Linked DNA regions of Mus musculus: region 1 is linked to region 2. The links are chromatin contacts, called in public Hi-C maps. All regions are on one chromosome and are shown on one strand. Each heading gives the region's core, a stretch centred on a gene start, on an enhancer-like site or on the middle of the called end of the contact. The rest is flanking DNA. Distances are from core to core; before and after follow the strand shown. Region 1 overlaps Masp1 (mannan-binding lectin serine peptidase 1). Region 2 has its middle 10 kb from the start of Rtp1.

Region 1 (6,880 bases), core at 2,143-4,642, 81 kb before region 2:
ATCCTTTCCTTCTCCCAAGACAGAGCTCAAGTTAGCAGCCAGGAGCTCTCAACACACTTGAACCCAAGATTTCATCTCATTTCTCGTCATCTGTCTCATCATTTCTAGTTGAAGCTGGCACACCCCCCTTGATGGTTTCTTTTGAGCCTTCTAGATGTGAGAATATAGTTCTTTATAGAAAACAACAGCAAACAATGACAAGCAGAGTCGTTTTTCGAGTTGTCTTTTGTGCTTAGAAGAGCACTTCAGAGTCTGTAAGAGTCATATCTGACTTCTGGTTTGTGTGATAAGTTCCAGGCTGTCTCAAGTCCTTCAGAGCTCAACACACAGGTCATAACAACGCAGCTTTGACCTCACCCTTATCTTGCAGCTACTTTTTCTTTCTAGTGGAAGGAACAATTCCCAGGCCCAGTCCCGCCCTCTCTAAGTTATCACATTTCTGACAGCTTAGTGGATACTTGCTTCTTCTTAATAACTACGTAGTGCACAGCCAACAGAGCATGCCCACATGGAGTGCTCTGTGGGTATTTTCTTAGCCAGAGCACCAGCCCACTGTGTTAATGTTTTATGCTACCAAAGCTGGTTTCCCAATTGATTCACCACTACAGAGCTCACACCCTTTTTTTTTTTTTTTTTTTTTTTTTTTTGCAAGAGTCCAATAGTGGTTTCCTTACCATTATTCTAGAGTTCATTATATGAGCCAGTTCCCCAAACCAAGGTCAAAGGACATTGTCCTCTGACATTCCACCATTCAATTGGGAGAGTTGAATTGGAGTCACTGTGAGCATGTAAGATCATGAATGTTAGAGGTCACACCATTTGTAGGGAGAGTTTAGGGGAGTTAATGCTGGGAATGGAAAGTTTGAGGGCAACAGAGAAAACGACCAAGCCATTCTCCTAAAGCCCCAGCACCAGTGGAAAGGTTGACATCTATATAGGGATCTAACTAAAAAGGTCTCCAGAACTCTTGGCTCAAAGACGACAGTGGATCTTTAAGGATCCACATTCACCTATCAGATGGCATTTACACATTCCTGCTGGTTCTCAGAGCCTGTAAGTGGGAAGGGGAGCCAGGTATAGAGTAGAGGAATAAGAAAACAAGTGAGAACTTCTATGTCTTCTCCATCTGCCCAAGACAACCTTTACCATCATGAAAATAGGCTTAATCCCAGAGTAATGGCTACCACCTTCCAGGTTTCCACCAGCTCTTCTTTGGAACAACCCTAGAATGATACAAGAAGGAAATCCTAGGGCCCCAGATCAGCTATATTGTTAATAAGGTATTCCAGCACGGATGCTGATGTCTGCCTAAAATAAGCATGAAATGTTCTTCACGGGCCCAGAGTAGGTTTCAGAAGGGTTTTGGTGTTGGTTGTGAGTGATGCCAAACAAGTGCTCTACAACTGAACTGTGTCTTCCAGCTCCTAAAGATCTCCTGGACCTTCTCAGCTGGATACATCTGGTTTCCTTCCCTAAAGCCCAAGGCTGCCCATTTTCATTGCAGTTCTTATACCCTAGCACTATCACAGGGCACACATTTGAGCATTTTTATTATTTTCCTACTAAATTTCACATCCCCAGAGGCAAGGTGCATGCTTGTTAGCTCATGTCACAAAGTAAGTAATTTTTGAACAGTTTTCATATTATAGTCCGGACAGAAATCAGGACAACTGAGTTAAAAGAAACCAAACTGATGACATGCAGCCACATACTGATGCCCTAAATAACAGTAGCTTACAGTAATATAGTTGCCATCAATAGGAAATAGGAAGTGCAGAGTCTGTGATCCTCAGTCGCAGGGGCCTCTAGTTATAAATTCCATGTTTCACATGATAAGCTGCCTCCACCACATTGGGGTCTAGATACAAGGACAGTCAAAACAGAAGCCATGGCTCAATCTTGCTATACTCAGAGCCAAATGATCTTGCAGCATTTTATAACAGTGGGATATAAATGTTTGCCAGGGTCACCGAGCCTTTTATTTAGCTTATGGCTTGAGCTGTCACTCAGCCACATTCTCTCTGGGAGAAAAACCCATGAACTCAAGATAAGGTTTCAAGTGGCTCTCGAGCCAGGAAAGTTGTTTGGCGGAGTGTCTGTGTCCTTTGTCACGCTCTGTGTCGCATCGCACTCTCTGTGTTGGTGCCTCTTCCCTGAGTCCCAGAACCTTCTCAAAAGCAAAACATGCTATCAGAAGTGCTCAAGTTATCTCTCAGCTCTTCTGAAGTCACTTCCCCTCTGGGTCTCAGCTTCCTCTGGAAGAAGAGAAACTAAATCTCTTGCAGGTCCTCCTCATCCGCAGTAAACTCCACTTCTATTCTGGGCTGCAGGCTGAATTGTTAGGACCTCAGACTGTCTCTTGTCTGCTTCTACAAATATCTCTATGACTCAGTTTTCTTGGCTTTCCGCTAGAGCATGCATCCCTGTTCTCTAGACTGGGGTAAACCTTAGGTGGCGATTGCTTACCATCATGAAAATAGCCTTCATCCCAGACGTTGCAAGGAGTGAGAAAATCCATTCTAGGTCCCAAGTAGATCTCTATTCCAGATTATCTGTGGCCGATTTTGCTTGAAAGAGCCCGTGCCCTGCACACTGCAAAATCCAAGAGGCTGCGGGACTGCCAGGCTACAGAGAGGTTTCTGCGCTATGGTCCTTATTGCTTAAGTTCTGACAGTTCAGTAGTATTCAATTCTCAACTGTGTCAATATGGTTCACAAATAATCTTATCTTCACTAGTCATCCTAGACCTGTGTGTTGAGATATCTACAGGCCTATAGGGCTATACTCTGATGGTACTAGAGACAACTAACATCAAGTTAGAACGCTGGGGTTTTGCAGTTACCCACTGAAGAACCTCGTCCCTTAGTCCTTCTTCTAAATCTATTAAATCTCGTTTCTATTAAATTCCAACAAGAGCAGTGTAAATAGGTTCTAATTTATAGCATATTAAAAATAGGCAGACAGAAAGTAGGGCTACTACTGTACACCAACATAAACCACTTCATTAAAAAGTTGTAAAAACTGCAGAGGCATACAGCTGAGCAGTGTTCCAGGCAGGGCAAACAGTAGAAGGGCTCAGTATCCCCAGGGTCCCACTCTAATGTAGTATAATGACACTTGACATTTGTGATGTTTGAATTCACCCAGGGAAGCTTAGTGTGTTTTACTTAAGAAAATTGTGATTTACATAAAACACTTAAAAAAAAAAAAAGGAAGTGCTCTACCCTAATAGAAAAGGATTTTAAGGATTACTGTTAGAAAACCTTCAGTTATCTGGAAACCCCCATTAACCATGTTAGCATAGCTGCTGGAAGGCAAAGAGTGGCAGTTCAGCTGTGTAGAGAAAGGCACATTCTGCAGCTAGAGTCTGTGGGAGATCGCTACTATCTGCACAGAGAGAACAAATAGCAAGGCCATGAGCTCATCTTCTGTTTACACTTCAGTTCCCGACATTAGTGATTAATTGTCCTTGTGTTTTGTTGCCAGGGGCAAATTGCTTTCCTTCTTATTTTAAATAAATAAACCATTAGTTTCAAAACAGAAGTGTCAGATGTCAAGATATCCTGCCATACTAGGCTTAGGGACACAACAATGGACTCATTAGAAGCCACTCGAGACAGACAGCCTTTGAGAAATTCCTTTTGGTGACAGAAACCATTCTCCATTGGACCTTCTCCTGTAGGTTGGTTAAAACACCAGTGCAGATGTTAACAAACAGAAATATAAGCTTAAAAGAATCAAGTGGGCTGTAAGCTGCTTGGGTAGGAGTAAGGAAGTAGGTTAAATGTGCGTAGTCAATAGCACCAACCAGCTCTTTCCCAGGGCCAGACATGTAAAGTCAGCTTTAGGCAAGCAATAGGTTCTCTCTACTTTGTTATCCAAATTTTCACAAGGGTCCCAGGCCCTTCCAAAGTACAGAGTTCTTTTATCAAGTAGGGAAATGCTGAGTCTGATTTCGGCATGTGTACATGCATGTAACCTCTGGAGGCCTCCAAAAAGCAGTTTCTAAATGTTTCAGGACTACCTATTAAATGTAGTTATGAGTACATGACTTCTTGCTCAAAAAATTTTAATGTCTTCCACTCACACCATTAACATTACCAAAGGTCAACCAGAGCAGGCTGCAATGTCCTTCCAAACACAGTTTCCTCCTGCAATTCTCACCGACTCTCTGGCTCCTCAGAGTCCCCGTAATGTGTCTTGAAGTTTAAGTTCTTCTTAGCAAATATTTATTGGATAAATAACTATGTGCCAGGTTCTAGTCTGTGGGCTGGGGAAATGCCGATTGAAAACAAAACTCTCTTAATGCCCTGTAGCTTTGTGTTACGCTGGGAACCCTTCAAGTCCTGACTGCTTCTGTGAATTCGCTCATCACACTGTTCCAGCCCCACTTGTGTCTGTTGGTCTGAACACCACTGTCCCACAGAACTTTGCCTGTCTTTCATCACCCTGTCTCCTCGAGCTTGGTACAGTGGCAGGCACACACTGGATGCTCTGTGAATGGCTTATTGTGTGGAGTGTCTCTTTTCCCAGGAAGCATGGTTAGCTGCATATAGAATCTATTTGTGAGGCTATCTAGCTCTTTTCAAGTTTTCCATGGAATTGTTTTCAAAGAATAACTCATCCAGATGGCAAAGAGGAGACACACACCAAGTGCCTGCTGAGGAAATCGAACCAAACAAACAGAACTGATCACATGGCCACATTCGCTTACACCAGTCCCATGTCGTCAGCAGATCTGTTCCTAGCTCCCTCTCTTTGAGTTTCCAATGCTGCCTCATCTGCTTGTGGGCAGACCTGTTCTCAGTCTTCTTGAAGAACCCGAGAGAGGCTGACAGGGGAAGGCACTCATTTTATTCCTTTTCACTTTGTCCCCAAAGGTAGAAACAGAAGACCAGGTGCTGGCAACCTTTTGTGGCAGGGAGACCACCGATACTGAGCAGACCCCCGGCCAGGAAGTGGTTCTTTCGCCTGGCACCTTCATGTCTGTCACTTTCCGGTCAGATTTCTCCAATGAGGAACGATTCACAGGCTTCGACGCCCACTACATGGCTGTAGGTAAGTTGCCTCATCTTCAGGTCTCCCCTTATCTCCAGAGATGAAAACTCCCTTGTGCTCTTTCCTTGACTGACATCCACCCCCATGGATTCTGCCTGCAGTGGCTTCCTGCACTTTTGCATCTCAAATCCACCCATCTAGCTAGCTACCACTCAGCCAACAATTAATCTTTATTGATATATTCTAAAGTAATGGCAAATATCATTATATTGCTTCCTAGTTCAACACCTATTAACAATGCTTTGTTTTGCTGTAGAATATACATATAATAAAATGTATAAATCTTACATGTGCATTTCTGGTATTTTGTACATATCTATTCCTTTCTCTTCTTCTTCCTCCTCTTCCTCTGTAGATTAGTTTTGCTTCCAAAATTTCACATAAATGAACATACAGGAAGTATAGTTGGGGATGGTATAAAGTTGGAAAGCTTCAACTAGGTTGTTATAGCTCCCTGGACAGAACTGTGTTCCACAGTGTTAATGAATACACTGTAAAGATTTTGTTCATTTCCCATTGAGGGATACCTAGGCTTCACTTATTTTTTTTTACACTCCTTATAAGATAAAGATTGTTACAGTCTTTTGTGAATATATGTTTCCCTGTTTATTGTGACTATTTAGACATAGAATCACTGGTTTGAAGACAGTTGTGTTTAGTCTCATAAGAAATTGCCAGATTTTTCCAAATAATCATGTAATTTGTATATCAGAGTATGACATTTATGGTGGATCCATGTCCTCACCAACATTAAACACTGTCAATCATTTTCCCTCATTCTTATTTACTGTGGTGAATATGTGTTGCTTAAATTCTATCCTTTGATGACTAATAATGGTGGACATCATATATATACATATATATATACTGGCCACTTATATGCCTACAGGAAAAACGGATGTTCAAACATCTAGGACGGGACTCAATCTATATCAGAGGGAATGGGGGTGTGGTGGTGAGCCAAGCTCTCCAAGAACCCCCGCCCCCCCCCCCACCAGGAGTTTTCTATCCAAAGGAATAGGATGGTGGTGTAGTATAGTAATTATCAATTATCATAACCAAGATGTGGTGATTACTTCTACCAAGACTCATATTGGCAAGGTTCAAACCTAGCTCTCTTTGATCTTGGGCAAGTTGCCTGACTTCTCTGTGTTCTGCCTACCTCCTCTGACCAATGGAGACAATGGCCAACTCTGGTCTTTATACAGGATCAAATGAAAGAAAAGCATGACCCTTCCCAAAGAATGAGTGACCGTAAGTGTTTTATAAATATGGCTTAATCATCACACATGTGGTGACTGACAAGAGGCTCTGCCTGCCCCACAGATGTGGATGAGTGCAAGGAGAGGGAAGATGAAGAGCTGTCCTGTGACCACTACTGTCACAACTACATCGGTGGCTACTACTGCTCCTGCCGCTTTGGCTACATCCTCCACACAGACAACAGGACCTGCCGAGGTAAGGCCTAGGGATATTTCCATGCTGTGTCATGATATGCAGCGTATTTCAGTAAGACCAAGTGAGACACAGATACTTAGTGCACACCCTTAAAATAAGTCAAGACTGGAGAGACGGCTCACTGTAGAAAGGCCTTGCTGGATGAACATGAGAAAATTCTCAACATTCATGTAGAAGCTGGCCTTATTGAAGCATGTCTCTGGGGGACAGAGACAAGTAGACTTCCAAGAGCTTGCTGGTCCCCCAATCTAACAGAAATGAAACAGTGAGCTTTAGGTCAGTGGGAGACCCTCTTTCAAACTTAGGTGGAGAGCAAGAGGAAGATAACCAACATTGAACTCTGGTCTCTGTATCAAATGTCAGG
Region 2 (6,692 bases), core at 4,192-6,691:
GGCTTTGAGGTTCTATGCTCAAGGTCTACTGAGTGAACAAGAGACCCTCCTCCTTACTACCTGCAGACCTCCATCTCCTCCTGGCTGCCTTCAGATCAAAATGTAGACATCTCAGCTCCTCAAGCACCAAGCCTGCCTGCATGTTGTCATGTTCCCCGCCATGATGATGATGGACTAAACCTATGAAACCGCAAGCCAGACCCAAATAAATGCTTGCCTTTCTATAAGTTGCCTTGGTCACGGTGTCTTTTCACAGCAATGGAAACCCTAAGACAACTGACCAAAAGCAAACTCAAGAAGAAAGGGCTTTGTTTCAGCTTCCAGGTCACAGCTCATCATTGAGGGAAGTCAAGACAGGAACACAAGCAGGAATGTGAAGCAGAAACCATGGAGGAACTCTGCATGCTGGCTCAGTCACAGGCTCTTACTAATCTGTCTTTCTTAAACAGCCGGGACAACTGTTAGGGAAGCCACAGTGGCTGGTCTCTCTCTTACATCAATTAACATTCAATCCCCCACAGGCATGCCTACAGGCCATCCTGCACTGACCAATGTCTCAGTTGACATTCCCTTTTCAGGCATCTCTAGACTGTGTCAAATTGACAGCTAAAGCTAAACAGGACATGTTGTTAGATCATTCATTTTCCCTTACCAAGTATTTTCCAAAGTACAAAGAGAGTTTTTTAGAAACTACCTCAAAGTCTCAGATGAACAAAGTAATAAAAAATAACCACATTATGGTACAGTTTTTGGCTATATTTTTACCTGAGTCAAAGAGCCCTCTAACTTTGTTCTGGTTCCATGGAAAGCCATCAGGGTCTGCAAAGAGTAAAACCTAAGTATGGAAACCAGACCCCACACTTGGCCCATTCCATTTGTGTTGATAGTACTCAAGTTCCTCCATGACCTAGGTTCACTCTAACTTCACACACACACACACACACACACACACACACACACACACACTTGCATTAGCTAGTTTTGCATTACTGTGATAAAATATCATGACCAAGGCAAATTGTAAAAGAGGGGGGTTAGTTTGGGCCTTTCATTTTCAGAGGGTTAGAATTCATGATGGCAGCCCAAAGTGACATGAATAACTGAAAGCTTACCTCTCCACCCAAAGGCAAAAGGTAGAAAAAGAAAAACTGGAGGGTGGCAAGAGTCCTTTGAAACCTCTAAGTGCACCCCCAGTGACATACCTCCTCCAACAAGGCCACATCTCTTAATACTGCTACAAAATGGGAACCAGATATTCGAACAAATGAGCCTCTGGGAACCATTCTCATTCAACCCACCGAACTGATGTCTTCCCTTGCCTGGGAGAAGACCTGAAATCCTGTGTGCATGCCTTTGTTCACTGACCTGCTTCCCTCCACACTTACTCCAGGCTTACTCTCCTGCATTGGGGTGGCATGGGAGAGTACCTGTGTTTTCTATAATGCTGTTTTCTGCACTGCACTATTTATAAAGAATTCTAATACTTACTGAGCACTGTCTATATGCCTAGCAATCACTCTTCTAGGTTTATATTCTCTCCACGTCCTATGAAGTTGACTTTTAGTTTTCTTCCACTTGTCTTTCCTCCTTTCACGAGTCTTCATTATGTCTTGAAATGGGCTGGTGGGAGGGATTTGAACCTGGGGCATTCTGATAGTAGTGCCCACTTTATTAACCACTGGGACGTGTACTGTCAGGGTTAACTCTCCTCTTCCCCAAGAAAAGGTAAACATACTAAGGACAGGTTCCATATCAGCTTACCTGCTGGTGGCATCTCAGTATACAAAAGAAGCTGGCACGGAATGAGTGCGTTACAAATCTGTCCCCTGAGAATCTGCTTTCTGTCTTCTGGGTCACTGCTGTCTTTGTTACACTTGCCAGATATGAGCCAGTTATGACAGTAACAAAAATTCACATATATAGTACTAGGATCACGTGGTTTCAGTACTCTTGAATATGAACCCATGGTAATTTGAAGAGGCCATAAAGGGACCTGGCAGACCCAAAGAAACACAACTACACTCTTTCCTTCAGACATCCCCCCATCAGATCACAAAATGGTGTCACATGTTCACAACTCCCCTCACGAGAAAAGCAGAGAAAGACATCTGCAAACACTCTGCACATGCTGAAGAGTCAGCTTCTTGGAGACAGACTGTCAAGGGTTGGAATATCTCTTTGCTCTGAGGTAGTAGGCGGTGAAGTGTCCCTTGGGTGCTAATATTTGTAGACACTTCGTAGATTGCTGAGCTAAGTATCTCAGGAAGCAGATGGGAAACCCACTGACAGTCTATCATTATTTCCGATCTTGTCCTGGTATGTGCTCTTCCTGTTTCACACCTGTCACAGAACAGGAAGGCTGTGGAATCTGCCGGTCTGTGTTTAAGTCTTGGCTTTACCTTTGACTGGCTGTATGACAGCCGGCTAACTTGATCTCTGTGCTGGTTAGTTATTTATTAACATGAGTCAAGTCATCTGAGACAACTGAGAAAATGCCTTCATCAGACTGGCCCGTAAGCAAGTCTGTGGGCATTTTCTTCATTGATGACTAGCGTTGGAGGGCTCATTCCTCTGTGGGCAGTTTCATCCCTTGGGACGTAGTCCTGGGTTATATAAATATGCCGGTCACACAAGACATGGGATAGAGACTGTAAATGTTCCTTGATGGCATCCGCTTTGGTTCCTGCCTTGAGTTCCTGCCCTGACTTCCCTCAGAATGAAATTAACCCTTTCCTAATTAAGCTGCTTTTGGCCATAGTGTTTATCACAGCACTAGAAACCAAACTAGAATAATCTCCCTACACTATGATTTCCTACCTATAAAACCAATAAATCAACCAGGTGGTGGTAGGGCCACCACTTGAATGCCAGCACACAGGAGACAGAGTCTGGTGGATCTCTGAGTTCAACGCCAGCCTGGTCTACAGAATGAGTTCCAGGACAGCTAAAGCCACACAGAAAAACCCCATCTCAGAGTGGGGTGAGCAGGAAGGGGTTCGGGGGAAGCAGCAGTCTCTTAATTTTCTTACAGGTATGTAAAACACAGTTCTTAAAACTGCCTTAACTATACACAGAACCATAGCTGACTTGCATGAGAAGTGTCACGTACTCGTGAGTTATTATTACATTTCTTCTGAGGGAGAGTGAGCTTTCATGATCTCTAGGTCAGCTGTGATCACAGTGAGTGAGCTCAGAAACCTTAGCTGTGTGCAGCTTCTGCCCCTTGTGACTTCACAAGCTGCCAGAGTTGTACACAGTCCTGCCTCCATTAAACTCTCAAAAGGAGTCACTCCATTTGCTTTGCCAGTTCAGCCATAGAATGACCTCAGGTTGGCCTTCTGGACTAGTCTGACTTACAGTCCTTCTTCGACACCATCACTGTAATAGGAACAATGAAAAACAAAATTTCCCCAGGGCCACAAGCTCAGAGAGAGAAAAAAGCTGAAGCCCAGGGGCCAGAGGAGCAGCACCGCATACCACTTTGATCGACTAGCCTCTAGCCACAGCTATTTGTACATATTCCCTGGCTTTAAAAATCACAATGCTGCTCCTGGGAAGATGGAGAGAAACTAAGAACTTTTCTCTCCCTACTTCTGGTCCACACAGTAAACACACCTGTTTCCCTCTACCTGTGTGCTGGCTTTCTTTTGGTCTAATGGCATGCTGAGGACTTAAGATTCCAGACTCTAGAAACTCTGTGACCGTAGAAGTAAAGGTGGTGTGTAGGCAGCCACTTTTACTGGGAAGGTGAAGGCAAGCTCCTCCAGACCCCACCACGCCTCTCCTGTGAGGAGCTGTCCGTGTCCCTGATAATTCACTGCGAATTGCCCCTCAGAGAGCCCCACAAGGCCAGTGGCTAACGGGAGCATACAGGAGCTATTCCTTGTGCCTAACTAGGGGTGACCCTGAAGTGTTCTCTCAATGCTTCCCACTGCTTGAGCTGAGGCTTAAATGCACCATACTGCACCTCAGCTCTTCGTAGCTATCCTGCCTCCCTCATCTCACAGGAGTTCCGCTCTCCAGAGCACTTCCCAGCAAGCTGGCATCCTCATCCCAGAGGCCGGTCCAGGGAACTCAACACTGACACGTTTAGACGGCACAGGGCACGCTGTCACTGTTCACACACCTGCTGCACCTTGCTCTCCTTAACAAGCTCCAACAGGTGAACACAGGGCCAAGGGGATGCTGATGTAAGATGTGAGCACAGATGCTGCAAGAGAGCCAGCCACAAGGACAGGCTTCACCCGGGAGGCCTGGGGACCAAAAAGGACCTACAGCGTCAGTCCCTGTGGCTTCTGCCATAGCACAGAATACAAAATGAGAGGAGTTCACTGTAAGCACACATGTCATCCATCTCTAACGAGGCTATGTGCCTCGAAAGGGGGAGCAGGGGAAACAGGGCAAATGAGACACATGGGGGAGGGGAAGGAAAGAGGTGTGTGTGTGTGTGTGTGTGTGTGTGTGTGTGTGTGTGTGTGTGTAAGGCAGCTCACTCAGATAGAGATGGGATCCCCTGCATCTTCCATTGCGCATTGGGATGACTGTGGGAAGGGGGTTCGGCTCTTCATGGTACAGAACCGAAGGAAAAACACAAGCCGGAGAGGCAGTAAAGAAATAATTGGTAGGATTATTGATGTCTCTCTCTCCCAGAGGAGCCGGGTGACATATGCTTCAGCCTCAACCCAGCATTTCCTACATGACAGCTGCCTCTAAGATCTATTTTCTTTCTCCAAAATTCCACCCAGCAACCCATTCCTTCCTGGCTCCCCTGGGCACTTTCTCTCAATAAAACCTATTAAGGCATACTCCTCCCTGCTCTCAATAAAACCTATTAACGCATTGTTGTTGTTTCCTGAGTGGCTCAATGGCCAATCTGTAATGCTCCTCCATCTTTCTAATTCTTTCTCCACCTGCTCCTGCTGGGATGAAGACTTGCAGGGTCATCACGAACCCAGCCCCCAGCCGCAGAGCTCACCACCTCGGAACTCTTAACTGTCTGCTAGACTTTTCATACATCTTGTTCCAGCCAAAACCTGACTTAGACTCCACCTCAGTCTCCTCTCACTAAGTGCTCTGTGTCCAGAGGGCAGGAAGAGTCAGGGAGGGGGCATGTCTGTGTCAATCACCTTCTTAGAGTATCACAATGGCTCTGCTGTGCTGTTTGACAGGTCGGAAGGGGTGTTGGCCAATAACAAGCCCCATCCACATTGCATTAATGGAGGGTTTCCCATTCAAGAATCCCAGTGCTGTAGCCATGGTGTGCTTTTGTGTGGTTTTGTGCATTTGATGGCTAGCCTGAGCCACTCGACAGCCATGTCTTAACAACGACAGCTGGCTTAGTGGCCTGAAGGATGGATCTGAGGCAAAGTCAACAGCTGTCCTCTCCGAAGAGCACAAGACAGGAAATGCAGTCCAGAACATGTACTTTGGAATGTGACAGGCAAAGCTAAACGCTTGCTAGGACTGTGACTTTTCAGAAGCCTGTGTCCTCAACCGACCTTTTCTAATGTGCCTCATTGGGGGGGAGGGGCGGGGAGGAGCAGGGCCTGAGAGGGTAAGAGTGATAGATATGTGGACAATTTACATGGACTTTTAGAAGCTGGAGTTGAAACCAGAGTGGCGCAAGCAGAAACAGGGGACATTATCTCGGGATAAACATCAGTGCAATAATATGGAGATTAAACTGTGTGGTGGTGAGCAGATATCAGTAGGGTTCCTACACTGAGGCTGATCAGAGGAAAGGCGCGCTGAGAGGCCGCAACCTTCCCAGGACGCTGCAAGCACAAGCGGCTCTTCCTGAAGCAGAGTTCCCATCACCCCTCGGGCCATGGGCGGGAGCGCTCAGAGCCAGGGCGTGGCTCCTCCCGCTACAGCAGCAATCTGAGTCCTATTTGATTCCCCAGGCTATTCTGGTCAATGTCTGCATTGCCTCCACTTAGATTCAAATTTCATTTTTCCATTGATGTGCTTTATTTCTTTTTTAGGAAGTTTGCCAATGATTGATGTAATTCTATTTGCCAGAGACCTGGAATCAAGCATGAGGATGTCAATGGACATCTGGTCTGGTTCAGTCTTGCCTTGTAGGTCTGCTTATAATTAAAGGACCTGTACCTCCTGTGTAAGAATGTGGATATCTTCAGTGAGCACAGACACTCAAACACGTGTTAATTTATTCATAACCTGCCTTCACGGACAGCCAGCTTAGATCTTAGTGCAGTACCCATGCACTCTTAAGTGTTTCCATTTGACGATCTGTTGCCCCATTGAAGATACAATCCACATAGCTCAATCTCTACGTGACACTTTACTTAACATCCAGACATAATGCAAGAGCCACCCAAAAAGTAATTTCAGAATAATCCATGTACATTTTTCCCCAAAGGGGACATAGATGGTGCAGATTCACAACTCACGTTGCTTCCATTTCTCTTTTCTTCCCAGATTTCTTCTCTCATGCATCCAGGAGAAGTTCACTTGCTGCCTCCACTACCACTATGCAACTCCTCTGCCTTCCAAGCCTCTAGTGTTCTTACCTTTTACCCTAGGTAGTTCTCTACCACAAAAGTATTCCATATCAATTTTGTTTTTAATTATGTATGTATGTCCATGTCTCTGTGTGGATATGCACACAAAAGTGCATATGCCTTCGGAAGCCAGACACATAAGATTCAGTGGAGCTATAGCCACAGGCA

Evidence for each region. Hi-C and Micro-C count contacts between places; a contact is called where the count stands out from the background.
Region 1: a contact with region 2 is called in a Hi-C map of liver, with 6 times the contacts expected there. The contact joins two enhancer-like sites. A contact is called at or near these places in 2 of 484 Hi-C or Micro-C datasets (liver and myocytes), 2 of 115 datasets of contacts at active chromatin or transcription factors (embryonic stem cells and pancreatic cancer cells) and 1 of 9 other capture datasets (pancreatic islet).

Annotation. Positions count from the first base shown.
Region 1 is chr16:23,494,258-23,501,137 of GRCm38.p6, reverse strand. It overlaps Masp1 (mannan-binding lectin serine peptidase 1), which reads left to right. Exons shown (of 11, transcript NM_001359083.1): 3 at 4,881-5,058; 4 at 6,385-6,516. Among named protein-coding and RNA genes, the nearest start is that of Masp1, 23 kb to the left of the region's middle. Within about 2 kb of position 3,392, at least 93 of the 459 cell types and tissues checked have an H3K27ac peak or open chromatin away from gene starts, as enhancers often do. A contact at or near this core is called in liver and myocytes, where this site is marked.
Region 2 is chr16:23,415,635-23,422,326 of GRCm38.p6, reverse strand. No RefSeq gene overlaps it. Among named protein-coding and RNA genes, the nearest start is that of Rtp1, 10 kb to the left of the region's middle. Within about 2 kb of position 5,441, at least 46 of the 459 cell types and tissues checked have an H3K27ac peak or open chromatin away from gene starts, as enhancers often do. A contact at or near this core is called in liver and myocytes, where this site is marked.